Linked DNA regions of Mus musculus: all the other regions are linked to region 4. The links are chromatin contacts, called in public Hi-C and promoter capture Hi-C maps. All regions are on one chromosome and are shown on one strand. The core of a region is the stretch at or near the end of the contact, and the rest is flanking DNA. Distances in the headings are between cores, read along the strand shown.

Evidence for each region. Promoter capture Hi-C pulls out the DNA fragments that hold promoters and counts their contacts. A called contact is a pair of places that touch in the nucleus more often than the background predicts.
Region 1: a contact with region 4 is called in a Hi-C map of cardiomyocytes, with 2.7 times the contacts expected there. The contact joins the promoter of Myo1e here to the promoter of Adam10 in region 4. A contact is called at or near these places in 1 of 39 promoter capture datasets (pre-B cells), 2 of 484 Hi-C or Micro-C datasets (cardiomyocytes and embryonic stem cells) and 1 of 115 datasets of contacts at active chromatin or transcription factors (microglia).
Region 2: a contact with region 4 is called in a Hi-C map of cerebral cortex, with 3 times the contacts expected there. The contact joins the enhancer-like site here to the promoter of Adam10 in region 4. A contact is called at or near these places in 5 of 39 promoter capture datasets (the C10 cell line, cranial neural crest, liver and 1 more), 1 of 15 datasets of contacts at CTCF or cohesin (large pre-B cells), 2 of 484 Hi-C or Micro-C datasets (bone marrow-derived macrophages and cerebral cortex), 14 of 115 datasets of contacts at active chromatin or transcription factors (bone marrow-derived macrophages, craniofacial prominence, embryonic hindbrain and 7 more) and 1 of 9 other capture datasets (adipose tissue).
Region 3: a promoter capture Hi-C map of erythroid cells shows a contact between it and region 4, with 16 times the contacts expected there. The contact joins the promoter of Aqp9 here to the promoter of Adam10 in region 4. A contact is called at or near these places in 10 of 39 promoter capture datasets (the 3T3-L1 cell line, the C10 cell line, the HPC-7 cell line and 7 more), 6 of 484 Hi-C or Micro-C datasets (the G1E-ER4 cell line, bone marrow-derived macrophages, embryonic stem cells and 2 more), 10 of 115 datasets of contacts at active chromatin or transcription factors (astrocytes, bone marrow-derived macrophages, effector CD8 T cells and 4 more) and 5 of 9 other capture datasets (adipose tissue, bone marrow-derived macrophages, embryonic stem cells and 2 more).
Region 5: a Hi-C map of pro-B cells shows a contact between it and region 4, with 3 times the contacts expected there. The contact joins the enhancer-like site here to the promoter of Adam10 in region 4. A contact is called at or near these places in 7 of 39 promoter capture datasets (the C10 cell line, embryonic stem cells, hippocampal neurons and 3 more), 1 of 15 datasets of contacts at CTCF or cohesin (large pre-B cells), 2 of 484 Hi-C or Micro-C datasets (adipose-derived mesenchymal stem cells and pro-B cells), 16 of 115 datasets of contacts at active chromatin or transcription factors (acute myeloid leukemia, bone marrow-derived macrophages, embryonic forebrain and 11 more) and 2 of 9 other capture datasets (liver and pancreatic islet).

Annotation. Positions count from the first base shown.
Region 1 is chr9:70,205,579-70,208,752 of GRCm38.p6, reverse strand. It overlaps Myo1e (myosin IE), which reads right to left and starts at 1,403. Exons shown (of 28, transcript NM_181072.3): 1 at 1,050-1,403. The coding sequence starts at 1,052. All of the region lies in intron 1 of Gm26849 (a long non-coding RNA gene), which reads left to right.
Region 2 is chr9:71,014,257-71,017,550 of GRCm38.p6, reverse strand. Gm46119 (a long non-coding RNA gene) reads left to right here. Exons shown (of 4, transcript XR_001779225.1): 4 at 1-1,634. Among named protein-coding and RNA genes, the nearest start is that of Gm46119, 13 kb to the left of the region's middle. Within about 2 kb of position 1,365, at least 22 of the 459 cell types and tissues checked have an H3K27ac peak or open chromatin away from gene starts, as enhancers often do. A contact at or near this core is called in cerebral cortex and pro-B cells, where this site is marked.
Region 3 is chr9:71,162,006-71,165,326 of GRCm38.p6, reverse strand. It overlaps Aqp9 (aquaporin 9), which reads left to right and starts at 2,038. Exons shown (of 6, transcript NM_022026.3): 1 at 2,038-2,354. The coding sequence starts at 2,244.
Region 4 is chr9:70,677,397-70,680,319 of GRCm38.p6, reverse strand. Adam10 (a disintegrin and metallopeptidase domain 10) reads right to left here and starts at 1,338. Exons shown (of 16, transcript NM_007399.4): 1 at 1,061-1,338. The coding sequence starts at 1,115.
Region 5 is chr9:70,985,972-70,988,965 of GRCm38.p6, reverse strand. No RefSeq gene overlaps it. Among named protein-coding and RNA genes, the nearest start is that of Gm32074, 7.1 kb to the right of the region's middle. Within about 2 kb of position 1,600, at least 42 of the 459 cell types and tissues checked have an H3K27ac peak or open chromatin away from gene starts, as enhancers often do. A contact at or near this core is called in pro-B cells, where this site is marked.

The sequences.
Region 1 (3,174 bases), core at 154-2,653, 470 kb after region 4:
CACCCTCACCGCCAGTAAACAATGAGAAAGCCAGGAGGACAAGCTCCTCCACCACGAAGCAAGTGTGGAAACTTTGAAGCCTTCTAAAACCTTTTAAAAGTTTTTTTTTTAAGTTTTTAAAGTCCCCCCCCTTTCGGTCCGGGTGGCTGGCAATGTCTCTAAAATTCAATCTTTGTTTTTGTCCTTCAGTAGGAAAGCCACACCACGGCAAAGCCCAGGGGATGTGGCTAAGGTTATTTGGGATTGAGAGAGGAGGGTGGCTGGGCTGGGGACTTAGTCTCAAATGAGTTACAGAGAGGCTGTCCAACCCAGACACTCCCCCAAGTACCAAGTGGGAAAGAACAAAACCAGGAACGATCTCCGAGAGGGTGGCGGTCCTCTCGAGCTGGGGACCGGGTGGGGCCCTCCTCAGGAGGTGTTTACCCTACACAGGGACCCTACAGGCCTGGGCTCCCGGCCAGTTTGGCTGCCGCTGCGCGCTGTCGTCAGAGTCCCTGCAGCCCGGGCCACCGCCAGGTGCTCCGCAGTACCTGGCGCCCCTGCCTGCCTTTGTGCAGCGCTCGGCCCATCACCAGCGCAGGCGGGGCTGCCTAGGTCCTCCCCAATGCCAGGAGAACAACTGCGGGATCAGCCTGCCAGGGAGCTCACGCCAGTGCCTGCCCAGGGGAGAGGACCCGAGGGACACAGGCGTGCCCCTCACCTTCTCTAGAGGAGAAAAAAGTCTCCGGTCCCACGGCTGTGCCGGTGAAAACAGACGTGCCCACTCTCAAGCTTCAGACAGCTGGCAGCCACAACAACATTGGCACCAAAACTTTCGCGGCGCAGAAAGTCACTCCAGAGAGTTTTTCTTGTCCCTCCTCTCTCCCTCTTCCCGTTTAAGACCCGGTTTACAGCAAACAGCAGGAAATCAGCGCTCCAGAAGTGCACACTCCCGCGTCCACCTTCTCCACCCCCTGGCCTGGGCAGCTTGCCCAAGGTAGGTGCCCGCTCCGGGGCTTCCTGCCCCATCCCAGGGTCAGGCGTCCTGGGACGCGGCGCAGCCAACTCACCATGGTGACTCCCGCCGCGGTCGCGCCTCCGCCGGGTCCCGCTGCCTAGGCACTGAGGCTGGAACGCGGTCTCCTGGGCGAACTTCAAAAGTTGGTTCCCTTCGCCAAAAAACAAGCTCCCGACACCCAAGCACTCACAGGAGCCAATGGAAATCCAAGAGGGACTCCATCCAGGCGGGATCCGAAACGCTAGGTGAAGGCAAAACTTAGCAGACCCGGTGCACACTCAGACCTGGCGATCCCCAACTGTCTAGAGATGCACCCTGATGCGCTCTGCGGGATTGCTTGTCCAACTGCTTTGCCTGGACCCGCTTTCTCTTAACACTTAATCCGAACTCTTCTCTGGCTCAGGCTGGGCTCGGGCCGGGCAATCTGTCCATAAATGGAGAATTCAGCACAGGCCTGACCAATCAGAATTTGTTTTCGCAGCGTCACTCCTCAGGGAAGCCGAGGTAGCCAACAAGCGTGAACTACAAGAGTTTACAAAGGCCTCTGGATCCTGTAGTCCTGCGGCCTCGCTACCCCGCAGAGCGCGCCGCTGTCCTAGCCGTCCCCAGGGAGCCACCCCCAAACCGAAGGGATGAAAACACTTGGGGAGGTTAGGAAACCGCGCTCCTGTCGCTTCTCTTTACGGAGAAACTTAGCATCGACTTAGCTCCCACTCACAAGTCGCATGATTTTCCTAGATTCTTTTTTTTAAAGAAATATTTTTAACTGCTTAAAAGATCACAAAGTCGCAGCTCAAAGGAAATCCTTTTTCTTTTCTTCTCTCTCTCTTTCTCTCTTTCTCTCTTTTTTTTTTCTTTCTGGATTGTGAGGGAAGTCGAAAATACTTCCTCCACCCGTCTTTTGTACCTGAATTAATTTCCTTGGGAAGGGAGAGGAAGGGAGGGAGGGAGGGGGGGGAGAGAGAGAGAGAGAGAGAGAGAGGGAGAGAGAGAGAGAGAGAGAGAGAGAGAGAGAGAGAGAGAGAGAGAGAGAGGAGGAAGGAGAAGGAGAAGGAGAAGGAGAAGGAGAAGGAGAAGGAGAAGGAGAAGGAGAAGGAGAAGGAGAAGGAGAAGGAGAAGGAGAAGGAGAAGGAGAAGGAGAAGGAGAAGGAGAAGGAGAAGAAGAAGAAGAAGAAGAAGAAGAAGAAGAAGAAGAAGAAGAAGAAGAAGAAGAAGAAGAAGAAGAAGAAGAAGAAGAAGAAGAAGAAAAGAGAGAGACAGAGACCTTGGTCCTCGCGGTGTCCGGTTTCAGGAAGCCAGGTAGCCTAGGAGAGAGGGGAACGGGGATTCCTAAAACAGTATTAGGGAGTCTGACTCCTGGTGAAAGGGAAGACTGAGGAAGTAAACTCGCAGGGCCTCTGCGGGGCTGCGCTCCCAGGATCTGAGGAAGAAGAGTTCAGGAAGAAAAGAGCACAGAAAATCTTGAGATTCGGTCGTCCCCATTCACGTGAACCTAGGATCCTAGAGTTGCAACGGATAGTAAAAAATCAAATCATCTTGGCTAGGACGAGTTTTGCTCTTTGTTTTAATGTGGTGCATACCTTCAGAGGACTATGGCCAAACCAGGAAAAGGAGCGAATGCTGATACACCCTGCAACAGAGAAGGACCCAGGAAACCTAATTATGTGAAAGAGGTTGAGGTCAAAGTTCAGGAGGAACAATTCCGTGTGTTACAGTGGTGGGTAGGAAATGCTGCAGAGAGTAGTAGATCTTGGTTGGCTGCTCGGGACAGGTGTGGTGTGTAGAGGGACAGCTGATGGAACAAAGGGGCTTTGTCTTGTGGGGAGTGGTCCAAGGATGTCCCCTAGGTACTGATGTTGGTAGTAAAGCTGACTATACCCAAAACCGCTGAATTGTGCGTTTTAGAGTAAGAATCTTCTGAATTACATCAATTTTTTAAAGGAGGGAGAGGCACACACACGCCTCTGAGCATGTGCGCAGATGCAGTTCAGAGGACGACTTGTGGGAACTGGTTCTCCCTCCACCATGTTGGTTCCCGGGTTGAACTCGGGTGGTTAGGTTTGGCAAGTGCCATTATCCACTGAGCCATCTCATACCAATTTGAAAGGAAGTCATGTTTGAATTTTTGTGACTATTCCCCCTGTCCGGGCAGCAAAGAACTGAATTCCTTCCACAGG
Region 2 (3,294 bases), core at 116-2,615, 340 kb before region 4:
GAGGTTCTAATGCACCAGCCTCCTAGGTGAACCAGGGCACCTCTCCCCGCCACTTGCTTTCTCCACTTCATTTCTTTTGGAACACTTCATTGAGTTTCAGCTTCTCAGAAAAATCTGCACCAGGCAAGAAAGAGAGTTGCCACATCAATAGTCACATCTGAGTGTCCCCAGGAGAGTTCCTAAAACTAAGCCTTGGTCCTTCCTATGCAAAATGGCCATCTGTGTTAGAGTGGGCATTTAAGACGATCATATTTCTAGGTGATTGTTGAACAAAGCCAGCTTATTTTGTGTCAGAGCTCTATATCGGCAGAGCATAGAGCTCTCTTAAAGTGGGCAAGAGGAATCCTCTCTCTCTCTCTCTCTCTCTCTCTCTCTCTCTCTCTCTGTGTGTGTGTGTGTGTGTGTGTGTGTGTGTGTGTGTGTGTGTGTGTGTGTGTCTGTCTGTCTGTCTGTCTGTCTGTCTGTCAAAGCCAGAGGCTGGTGTTGGATGTTTCCACTAGACCTGGAGCTCACTGATTGGCTAGATTGACTGGCTAGTGACCCCCCCCAGGGATCTCCCTGTGTCTGTCTGCCCAGCACAGGGACTATGGGGTCGTGCATTCTGTGTCTGGTTTTGCTTTAAGTACTAGGGATCTGAATTCAGGTCTTAATGTTTGTTCTGAGGGTATTTTATCCCTAAACCATCTCCCCTGCCTGTCATAGGGTTCTCCCTGGCTTACAGACATATCTGTCCATATTCAAGTTTGGAAGCAAGTGCCACCACAAGATCTTGTCAGCAAAGAGATTCCAACTGCTCTCCAACACAGGAGACCTTTGATGCTTTTTCTTTCCTAGATTAAAGCTTAAGAAAGGTAAAAAGTATGTTTGAACCAAGAAAGGCCACAAAGGGACTATTAAAGACCTAAAAGTGAGTAAATAAATAAACAAACAAAAAGAAGCCTAGATTAAAAAACGCCACCTTCCTACACACACACACACACACACACACACACACACACACACACACACACACTCCCAAGCCCTTCTGTCAAGGCTAAGGAAGCCATCTGGATTGAACAAGCTTGATTTAGGAATCTGGCTTTGTTGGGTCTGGCTGAAAAGTTCCACCAGAAATGTTCCTGGACAGCAGAGCACCTAACTACTCTGGGCCTCTACAGCAGCAACTCTCTCTCACGAGCTGGCCCTAGCTCCCAGCAAGAACCATCAGCTCAGTCCTTCCATTTAGTGCCTCTGGTCTGAGTCCTGCACCACACTGGATCCCTTCTGAGATGTAAAAAGCAAATCCCTCCCATAGGCCCCAGCCAATAGATCTGTAGGCTTTGCAGGGCTCCATGAGTCTTCTCTGTCTATACATAGTAACTTCCAGCCTCCGGGGGTGGGAGTCTGGGGCAGAAGTGAGCCCATATGCCATTCGGAAGGTGCCAGAAGCATACACTGTTCCTAAGGACTTTTGACCAATCACAAACTCTGACTCATAGATAAGACTCATCCTTGCTGGAAACCCCTGAGAGGCAACTTCCCCCTCACACACCAAGGTTCCAGCCCAGCTCCAGCTCCCACGTCTCTGAGCTTCCATAGCTAACAGGAGACATCATAGGTTCTTTAAAAAACAAAAGATTTATTTATTTATTATATGTGAGTACATTGTAGCTGTCTTCAGACACTCCAGAAGATGGAGTCAGATCTCATTACAGATGTTTGTGAGCCACCATGTGGTTGCTGGTATTTGAACTCAGAACCTTCAGAAGGGCAGTCAGTGCTCTTAACCTCTGAGACATCTCTCCAGCCCAACATGATAGGTTTTTAATGAGGAATGAGATATTTTTTATATTGTTTTCCTCACAACAGTGGCTTTTAAGCAAGGAGATTCCCAGATGTGCTTGAGAAAGGCCCCTGGGGACTGTGGGAGAAGAGGTGGGAGGGTGGAGGGGACCTGGCTCCACATCAAAGTAGCTAAAAAGCTTACAGTTACCTGTGTCTGGCAAGAGCTTGCCACCTCTAGAGCACCTGGCAGGGACAGCTCTTCTGAATGCCATGTGCAGAATTTTACATGTGCCCTCTGTACCACTTTCCTACAGTCCCCAGAACCATTACATTTCCACAGATGGAGACACAGACACTCAGAGAGGTGAGGTAACCCCTCCAACAGCACACGGCCAGAGAGCAGAACTGCACAAAAGTACAAACAAGCCCTTCCCCAAACCTGGACTCTTTCTGCTGTCTTGTTCCGCATCTAGAGAACTTAGCAAGTTCTCAATGTAGTTGCTTCTTAAAACAATTAATACAGGAACATTTTTAAAGAAAAGGACTAATAGGAGCTATAATGAGGAAAAAGGCCGAAATGCCAATGGTAGAATCACCTGGAAGGAAAGCACCAATGTCTACATTGGATTGGCCTCTGAACATGTCTGTGGGGGGTTGTCTTAATTGATGTGGGAAGAGCCAGTCCAGTGTGGGTGACACCATTTCCTATGTAAGAGTCCTGAATACTCTTAGAGTGGGGAGATCAAACATGGGTGAGCAGCCTCGTGAGCGGGCAGTGCACTCATTCTTGTCTGCTCTTGACTGTGGTGTGATGGGACTAGCTGTTGCACTTCCTGCCTTGACTCCCCTTCTGCCAAGGACTGTATCTGGAATGTAAGCTAAAATAAACCCTTCCTCCCCTCAGGTTGGTTTTTGCCAGGGTATCTTTTTCTCACAGACTCAAAAATAAAACTAGGTCATGACCCAATGTCAGCTTTTCTTACTTTCAGTTTCACTCTTTCCATAAATTATATTGATTTGGAACAATGGCACCTCACTCTCCACATGGTGGATATAACAGTTCACATAACACAGTAACTTTACTGTTAAGACAGCGTCTCTTGAACTCACTGTGTAGTGGAGGATGAGCTGAGCTTCTGATCCTCCTGCCTCCACCCTTCAGGTGCTGGGATTCTACCTCCACGATGGGTCTATATAATGTTGAAGATCAATCAACCCATCCATCCCAGGCATTCTACCCACTGAGCGCCATCCACAGCACATCGCTTTGGTAATTCATTTCCTCACTTTGTATCTTCGTTTTATCCTCATAGTAAGAACACATATGTGCTCATATATATAAAATGGGGCTTATATATTGTATATTCTCTTTTATCTGTCTTCATTTGATCCTTCAGTGGCTAATCGCTGTTGTCATCTTCCATCATCATGGAAGCTGTGTCCCATAGCATAGACCCTTCTTCAGAACTGATGGGTCTCCCCAGCTGCTGGAAAGGTTGCCCACAGACAGCATTCAAAGTGGTTCTGCCC
Region 3 (3,321 bases), core at 789-3,288, 480 kb before region 4:
TCTGGTTCTTTTATAGGTGTCATTTTGCCCCCCCATCCCTCAAAGTCTTTCACACCCACTTCCTTCCCCATTTCATGTGAATAGGCCCTGTGCCTCCTGATCTCAGCTTAGACATAACTTCCCAGAAGACACTGCAGAGATCTCTCCAACAAGGTGGACTCCGCTTGCCGTATTTGCACATGGAAATACAGCCCCCGCCGGCAGAGCATGTGTCCTCGGCTGGAGTTGTCTGTTCGTGTCCCTGTGTGATTGTGTCTAATGTTGGTCTCCGTCATAGCCAGCCCTGTGACAAGCAAGACTGCCCCGTGCTTTTGCTACAGGCAGTGCTTGGCACACAGCAAGTATGCCATAAATATTTGTCAGGTGAGTGAGCGTGGACTCTGAAGAACACGCTTTGTGTCTTATTAGCTGAAGTCAGAGCAATAAAGTCCTGTTCCTCTGGTCGAGCCACCAGGACTTGGGCATAATGTGGTCATAGGAAACTCTCCAAGACAAAGCTATCCATGATCACCTAACCAGGAGTTAAAGCAAACTTCTGGGTGTTTCAGCTACATCCTCATCATGACCATTTAATCAGGAATTAAAGTCGAAATGCTAGATTGTTTTTTATTTATTTATTTTTTAAATTTATAGTATTGACCTCTTCGGTCTGAACTGTAAACTTTACCTGCAGCTTAGGTGTTTGATCCTGCCTCTGGGCTCTTCCCAGCTGCTCTGCTCACAGCCTCCCCTCACCCCTTCCAGCCTGCCTCCTCAGCTGGAAATGATTGAGGGCCTCCTGCAAAGGTAGAGGAGGGCCCCAAAGAAGACTGGGAACTGGGCAGGCTGCTCTGAGGGAGGGAAGGAGGGTGGGAGGGAGGGAGGGAGGGAGGGAGCATAGCATGGGTTCAAGTCAGTGGACTGCCTGGGGGTGTTTAGAGACTACTGCCTCCAATTCCGTCTTTTCAGACAAACCAGCTTTGGAAATCAGGGCTTGCTTATTGATCAGGTCAAGAAGCTATTATAAGATGTAGTCTGTTGCCTGTGAGGATGTTAATTCATCAGATTTAAACTAGATACCTTAGTGGGGCATAGTTACTCCTCTCTTCTTTAACTGGGATGGGATTGACTGGTCAGAGGGCTAGAATTCCAGTCCTCTGCTTTCTCTATCTTTCTGATTCTTGAATCCTAAACTCTGTTTACCAGATAGGGAGACCACTTCAGTGAACAAGAGGGAGTTCCCATCTTGTCCCATAAACACCTTAACACCCTCCCCTCCCCTCCCCCCTCTTTCCCTCCCTCCCTCCTCCCCCCCCTTTTTTCCTCTCAAGACAGGGTTTCTCTATATAGCCCCAACTGTCCTGGAACTCATGTAGACCAGGCTGGGCCCTTGAACTCACAGAGATCAACCTGTCTCTGCACACACACACACACACACACACACACACACACACCTCACCCCCCACCCTACCCCCAGCGCTGGGATTAAAGGCAGCACTAACCCAATGCCCCATAAACTTACATTTCGGAGCCTTTAAACTGCCCTTCCATAAGTTAATTTAGTTATTTCTGGAGCCCTTCAGAAAGACTCCAGCAGTCCCATGAACTCCCCGAGGCACTACTAGAGCCAGCCTAGTCTCTTTCCCTTACACTCTCCAGTTTGGAAGAAAACCTTCAGGAGAGAATGTTCACAGTGAAGGTGTCTATACCTGATTGAACTATTCTAAATTACACCCAAACTGCCCACTTCCGAATAGGAGAAAACAAATCATCAGAAGGCTGAAGTTGTGTAACAGGTAAATCTCTTCTGGACCAAGGCCCATCTCTGGTTTGGCAACCCAACCAACGTAGCATCTCTTTTCTCATCTCCTGGAAAAAAAAAAAAAAAAGAAAGAAAGCCAACAGAGAAAAAGTAGCCAGAGAACAGAGAATAAAGGTAATGATTAATCTGTCAAGTACAAAAAGAGTCATTTTGAGGATTTGGAATTATAACTCATTAATGCAAACAAATAGCAATGAGCTGGGAGGGAGGGAGGGGCTGACAGCAGAGGCAGACAAGGATTAAGTCACAGTTCCTAATTAGGACAGGCTCTCTGACACAGTCAGGTATCTCTTTAGTCGCCTCCAGAGATCCGTGCAGAGCTAAGTGAGCTTGGTTTTTTTAAAATTCTTTTTTGTTTGGTTTGGTTTTCATGTGGTAGTGAAGGCAGGAAACTGAGCGAGCAGACCTTGGTGGAAAGCTTACCTCTGGCAGAAACCCCAAGATGCCTTCTGAGAAGGACCGAGCCAAGAAGAACCTCGTGCAGAGGCTGGCCCTGAAGAGCTGTCTGGCTAAGGAGACACTCTCTGAGTTCCTGGGCACCTTTATAATGATTGTGAGTATTGCTCGATTTCCATTTTCCCAGTTCAGACCTAACCCCGCCTTCCTGGCTGCCAGGCGTCTGGAGCAGGGCGTTTGTTTTTTTGTTTTCCCTGATTATCAGTTCCAGTCCCTTCTAGGAGGCAGCAAGTCACTTTCTAGGTTACTTGACTATTTGGTGACCATTAAGAGCTTCGTTCGCTCTTAACGTGTAGCCAAGACAGTTGATAGGAGTGGAGAAGGGGGAAGGGGAGTACTTCTTCATTTTAAAATGTCTCAAAGTGGCTTTTATGATGAAAGAGTTGCTAGACATTGCTTCCCATTTGGTGACTGAGTCATCTGAAACAAACATTAATGGTCAATAGATAGCGTGGAACAGGCTGCCAAGAGAGGTGCCTGGCAGTTTTGTTTGTTTGTTTGTTTGTTTATTTATTTATTTATTTATTTGTGTGTGTGCACGAATGCACACAAGTGCATCTGAAAATGGCCTGGCAGTTTTATTTATTTGTTTGTTTGTTTGTTTATTTATTTATTTATGTGTGTGCACCAATGCACACAAGTGCATCTGAAAATGGCCTGCTGGAGTCAGCTCTCCTTCCACCATCCTTCCACCATGTGGACTCTAGGGATGGAGCTCAGGTCATCAGGCCCGGCAACAGGGACTTTTATCTCGTGAGTCATCTCACCGGACCTACTTAGTAAATCAGAACTTGGGGTTAGTATGGTGTGTGTGTGTGTGTGTGTGTGTGTGTGTGTAGCCTTGTGTTGGTTTCATATAATTTCTCCCTTTTGATTGAACTTGACTTGAGCAAATCTCTCAAGGTCTTTAAATTGAACTTCATAGAGTTAAACATGGACAGGCCTAAGAATCTCAAAAAGAGATTGGCTCAGCTATGAAAACAAACAAAACAAAGAATAAAACAGAGACCAGAAACTATTGCTACTTTCTGAACTGGTGTGAGCCCTGGCCTCAGGCTTTTTTT
Region 4 (2,923 bases), core at 89-2,588:
CAGAAAACACTAGGATATTTTCTAAAGTATCAAATTAGGCTGCTGACAACCATCCGAAGCACCCCTGGAAGTTCTGGGGGTTGTTTCCAATTCAATGCTTTTAAGCTAACCTCTCTCCAGACACTTGGGCGGCAAATTAGCTTACCTATGGTAAAGCACTTTCTCATAGGAACAAAATAATCATGCAACCTGTCCTAGGAAAGCCTGGGAATGAAATACCGCTGTCTCAAACCCGAAGCATCAGGAAACTTGAAGCAACAGTGAACTCCAATTTGCAGGGGGAGGGAGCACAGCCCTGACAATCCTCTGACTAAGCAGTACGTCTGCTCCACCTGAGAGTTTAAGAAAACTCTGCAAGTTGGTTCGCCCAGGAAGGGTCGGTCTTGCTTCTCTGTGGACTCAACTCAAAAAGACAGATGGATCGAAGAGCATCCTAAAACGGCTTGCCCTTCTCCTCAGTCAACTAAAGTCTTGCCCCGGGGAGACAGAAGACAGACAGACAGAACGACAGACACACACACACACACAACCTCCGGCGCGCTGGCTACAAACACTCCGAAAAGAGCACGAGGCGGAGGGAAGGCACTCGGGTGGGACACGCACACCGGCGTCCGACACCCGGCCCGGGTCCGCTCGCTCGCTTGCAGAACAATGCTCCCGCCGCGCTGCCAACCTCGCAAGTTGCTGCGAGTCTGCGCGGTCCCGGGGCTCGGACCCCGGCAGGGCTGAGGTGGCTGCGGAGTGCGCGAGGGCGGCTGGCCTGGGCTCCGCCGCTCCCGGGGAAAGCGGCGCGAGAAGCCGGGCAGGCAGGGCCGCCGGGCCGTGGGGGCGGGGAAGGCCTGGCCCGGGGCTCCGCAGCCTGCTCGGGCCGCCGCCGGCGGGAGCGCGGTCGGGGCGCGCGAGGGACAATAGCGCGCGGGGAGCGTCGCTCGGGGTCGGCTGAGGCGAGCTGAGAGAGCTGACAGAAGCCGAGGAGACCTGACACGCGCGGCCCGGCTCCGCGACGCTGCGCTCGGCCCGACCGACCGCCGCTCCGTCGCCGCCCGGGGTCGTGTCTCACCTCCCAGCCCCGCCGCCCAGGAGAGGAGCAGAATTAACACTGTCGGCAACACCATCTTCCCCGGCCGCCGCCTCCTCACGGGTTAACCGCGGTGCATCGATCCTGAGGGAGCCGCGACCGGCGCTGGGTCCCGACGAGCCTCCCCGGCAGTGGCACCCGGCGAAGCGCCTCCCTCTCGCTCCACTTCAGGGGCCCAGCCGCGCGCCCTGCTCCGCCAAAACAGGGCCCTCCCTCCCCCTCGGCCTCTTCCTTCCTCCCTTCCCCGCTTCCCTGCCCTCGCTCTTCGCCTGGTCTCAGCCCCTTCCCTGAGCCGCGGCCCTCCGCCTCCTTTCTCGCCACGTGACGCGACGGCACCCAATACACTCGCGAGGCCGCACCCCTGCCTCCCGCCCCGCCCTGCTCCCCCAAGCGCCCCGGGATAATGCGCATGCGTGCCGAGGCGAGCGCCCGGGCCGCTAGGCCCCGCCGCTGCTTCCTGTCCGCTGGCGGAGAGCAGGGATTGGCCTGGGAGGGCGGGGCCGCTGGAGACTCCGCCCACCGCCCCGGGCGGGAGCGCTCTTTTCCCTGTGAAAGTGCTACCTGGTTCTTCCAGCTGTTAAGGACTGTCTCTTGGAATCACACCCTACCCCGAAGCTGTCAAGAAGGGCTTTCGGCTTCTTCGCCTCCAAAAAACTAGAGGTTTTCCTTGCTTCTCTATCTGTTTCTTTTGAAGCTCTGCAGCTGCCAAGTAAACAAAAGCAGTCCCAGCAAACCATGATTTTAGCCGCGATACACAGCTCTGATGGGAACATAAAAGGAAAGATCCAACAGGAAGAAAAAAATACCCAAAGGGGTATCTTCCCGAACCATTAGCAAATGTATGTCACCTACTAGGCCTTAGCCATAATAATAAATAAATAAATAAATAAGCCGGTGGTCCTTAGTCTCCAGCTCAGAAAATGCTCGCTTGTTAGTCTGTTTCCCTCATACCTCCTTCATGCCAACTTCTACAAAACCGGTATTTGACTTCTCATTTACTCGCTTTGATTCTTTATACTCGTATTCAAGAACTACAACTTTAGGAGTAATGGGAGGAGGGATTTGTAAGGGTGGGACTGGGAGGAGAGGAGCGGGGCTGCTCTTCGGATGTAACGCGAATGAATAAATGAAAAAAAAAAAGAACTACAACGTCTTCATCATACTTAACTCTGCTTCGGTTGACTCAAAGAATATGAGTTTATATTATTGATAATAAGAATAAATTGCAAACCTTTTACTTCCGCCCTATATATTTTCTACAACCTACATTGTTAATGTAGATAATGTGGTTTTTAAAGAAAACAGAAATAAAGATGAGAATACTTTTCCCACCCCCATCTCCCATCTCTCATCTAATTATCCCAGGTTATTCTTTGAGTGGTTATGAGGCCAAGGGTAAACATGAACTTCTGATTCCTCCCATCTTCCATGCACCGTCACACCTTACTTAAGGAATATACTTATTTTAATTGTTTTGAAAAATGAATTGTTGTTTTGCTTCACATTACTAAACTCAATACTGCAGTCAGAACTTCCCACATCATCATGATTGTCCTGTCCATTCGTTTCTACTGAAGCATATAAAATCAATACAGAGTAACTGAATGCTGTTATTTCTTTTTCCTTTTGTAAAGTGTCTATTCTGAGTAACCTGCAGACATGTTGCTTATCACATGCGCTGTTTCTGCCTTATGTACTCACAGGCAGTAGAAGTTTTGACTTTTTGAGTTATTAATCCATCTCTGTGACAAGTTTGATATTAGGTAGTATTGTTTATAATCAATTCTAATAATCATAAGCAAAGATCATTTTCTTTTTTAATTCAAAGAAATCGCAGGAGTTTAC
Region 5 (2,994 bases), core at 351-2,850, 310 kb before region 4:
CACACATACACACACACACACACACACAGAGAGAGAGAGAGAGAGAGAGAGAGAGAGAGAGAGAGAGAGAGAACAGCACAGCACAGCACAGCACAGGACAGGACAGGACAGCACAGGACAGCACAGGATAGGACAGGACAGCACAGCTCAGGACAACACAGGACACACAGGATAGGACAGGACAGGACAGCACAGCACAGCACAGCACAGCACAGCACAGCACAGCACAGCACAGCACAGCACAGCACAGCACAGGACAGCACAGCACAGCACAGCACAGCACAGCACAGCACAGCACAGCACAGGACAGCGCAGCATAGCGCTGCACAGCACAGCACAGCACAGGACAGGACAGCACAGGACAGCACAGGACAACACAGGACAGCACAGGATAGGACAGGACAGCACAGCACAGGACAACACAGGACACACAGGATAGGACAGGACAGCACAGCACAGCACAGGACAGCACAGCACAGGACAGCACAGCACAGGACAGCACAGCACAGCACAGCACAGCACAGCACAGGACAGCACAGGACAGCACAGCACAGGACAGGACAGCACAGCACAGCACAGGACAGCACAGGACAGCACAGCACAGCACAGGACAGCACAGGACAGCACAGCACAGCACAGCACAGCACAGGACAGCACAGCACAGCACAGGACAGCACAGCACAGCACAGCACAGCACAGCACAGCACAGCACAGCACAGGACAGCACAGCACAGCACAGGACAGCACAGCACAGGACAGCACAGCACAGGACAGGACAGCACAGCACAGCACAGCACAGCACAGGACAGCACAGCACAGCACAGCACAGCACAGCACAGGACAGGACAGCACAGCACAGGACAGCACAGCACAGCACAGCACAGCACAGCACAGCACAGCACAGCACAGCACAGCACAGCACAGGACAGCACAGCACAGCACAGCACAGCACAGGACAGCACAGCACAGGACAGCACAGCACAGCACAGCACAGCACAGCACAGCACAGCACAGCACTGGACAGCGTATCAGACCCAAAGCTGGCTCTGTTTCTTCAGGAAGTTCAGAGAGCAGAGCAGAGTCAAGCTTGTTAACTACAGAGAGCTTGGGTGTTGCTCCCCTAAGTGTAGCTGGTAAGAGTTTTGACTTGGAGATTCCATGCAGCCCTAGCACTTCCTTGTCACAAAAACCGAAGCCTCCAGGCTTCCAGAAACACTGCAGCACTGCTCTTGATAAAATCATTTAACTTGTGGTCAGCCCTGAAGGGGAAGGGACCCTTAGTCACCCTCAGCACCCACAGTCCTTCTATAGGGCTGGCACCTACTGTCCGGTCTCCTTTTCATCTCATATCCTCTGTGAGAGGACTCTGCATGACACTTCACATCTCTGGGACTTTGCACCACAGGAGGCAAATACAAAGCCACAGGTTTCCCGTTGCCCTGTTATTTCATGACATAAAAGAAAGCACCCACCCAGGGAGGTAGACTTTGAAAACTGTGTTTCCCTGCATTAGCATGCCTTTGATGTGCATAGACCACAGAGGGAGGCATGGATGTAGACTAAGCTGGCAGCTGGGCCTTTCTGCTCTTCTCTGGTTCACTGCCCCTTTCTGCTTGGGAGCACAGAGCCCCACAAATAGTGGACAGCCTGTAAACATCTGGGGCATATCTGGGATGGTGAAACAGACAACTTCCTGAAGCGCATCACCTGACAAGCCCAACATCAAACCTTTGACATCACAAACACAAGATCAGAACTGGCTCCTCCGGCTGGTACCAAGCTTCCAGTCTTTTCATTGTCCTAGAATGGAAGTCCTGGGGAAATCCCAATTTCTTGGAGTTCACTGCCTTAGTAGCTTGATTCTCGGTGGTTCTATTCAACAGAGATCATTCTGGAACTTTCAACGCAGTGATGTTCAAGAGGCTCATGTGGCTGCATATTCCAGAGGGCTTCAGTTTCAGGGTCTGTTTCTCGCTGTGTGATTTTTCTGACTGACTGCATCAGAACCACCTCTTCTTATCCCACCACCCTCAGAGCCTGGAGCAGAAAAGGCTGGAGTCTGCTGTACAGCTGGTGTGTGTGGTCCAGAGGCCATCAAAACAAAACAACCACAGCTGTAAGCATCCAGCGGAAATGTTCCATTGAGACACTTGTGCCCCAACTTTTGGCTGTCAAACTACTGAGGCAACAAACTCCAAGAAATTGGAATTTCCCCAGGATTTCCATTCTAGGACAATGAGAAGCCTGGAAGCTTGGTACCAGCCAAAGGAACCAATTGGGATCTTGTCTCCAAGAGATTGACAGCTTGTCAGGCAGCTTCCAACTGAGACCAGCTGAGACCAGCAGAGACCAGCTGAGGCCAGCTGAGACCATGATGAAGGGCAGGACCTCACCTTGACCATGACTGCTTACCTGTACAAGTTTGCCCTCTATTTTAACCCCAAATTTCTCTTTACGATCTGAAAATGGACTTGGGAGGAGCTCTCTGGACCTCTTTGTTTCTCTTTTCAATGCATAAACATAATTTTTCTGTGTTTTACTAGTATGTCCACTAAGTCAGCCTGGATAACAGCAGCAGGGGCAGATGTGCCTAGTTGTTAGGGCTGCCAGGGTTTGGGCTCCCACCCTAAAAGTTCTGATAGTGTAATCCCTGCAGTGTTAGAGCAGAATATGAGCATCACCAAGGGTTCCCTCTCCTCTTCACCTCTTGGTTTAACTGTTTCCAGCAAACCAAGGGAGATCACTGTACCCCAACTCAGAAATTTCCTGTACTGACAGAATTTCTGTCAGCTTGACACATGCTAGGGTCATCTAGGAAGAAGGCTCTTCAGTTGAGAAAATGCCTCCAACAGATTGGGTGGTAGACAAGTCTGTGGCAACTTTCTTGATTAATATTATATTTGTTTCCTTTGTTTTCTTTCCAAGGGCAACTTGGAAAGAAAAAGATTTATTTGGCTGGCATATCCCCGAGTCACACAGTCCATTGAGGGAAGT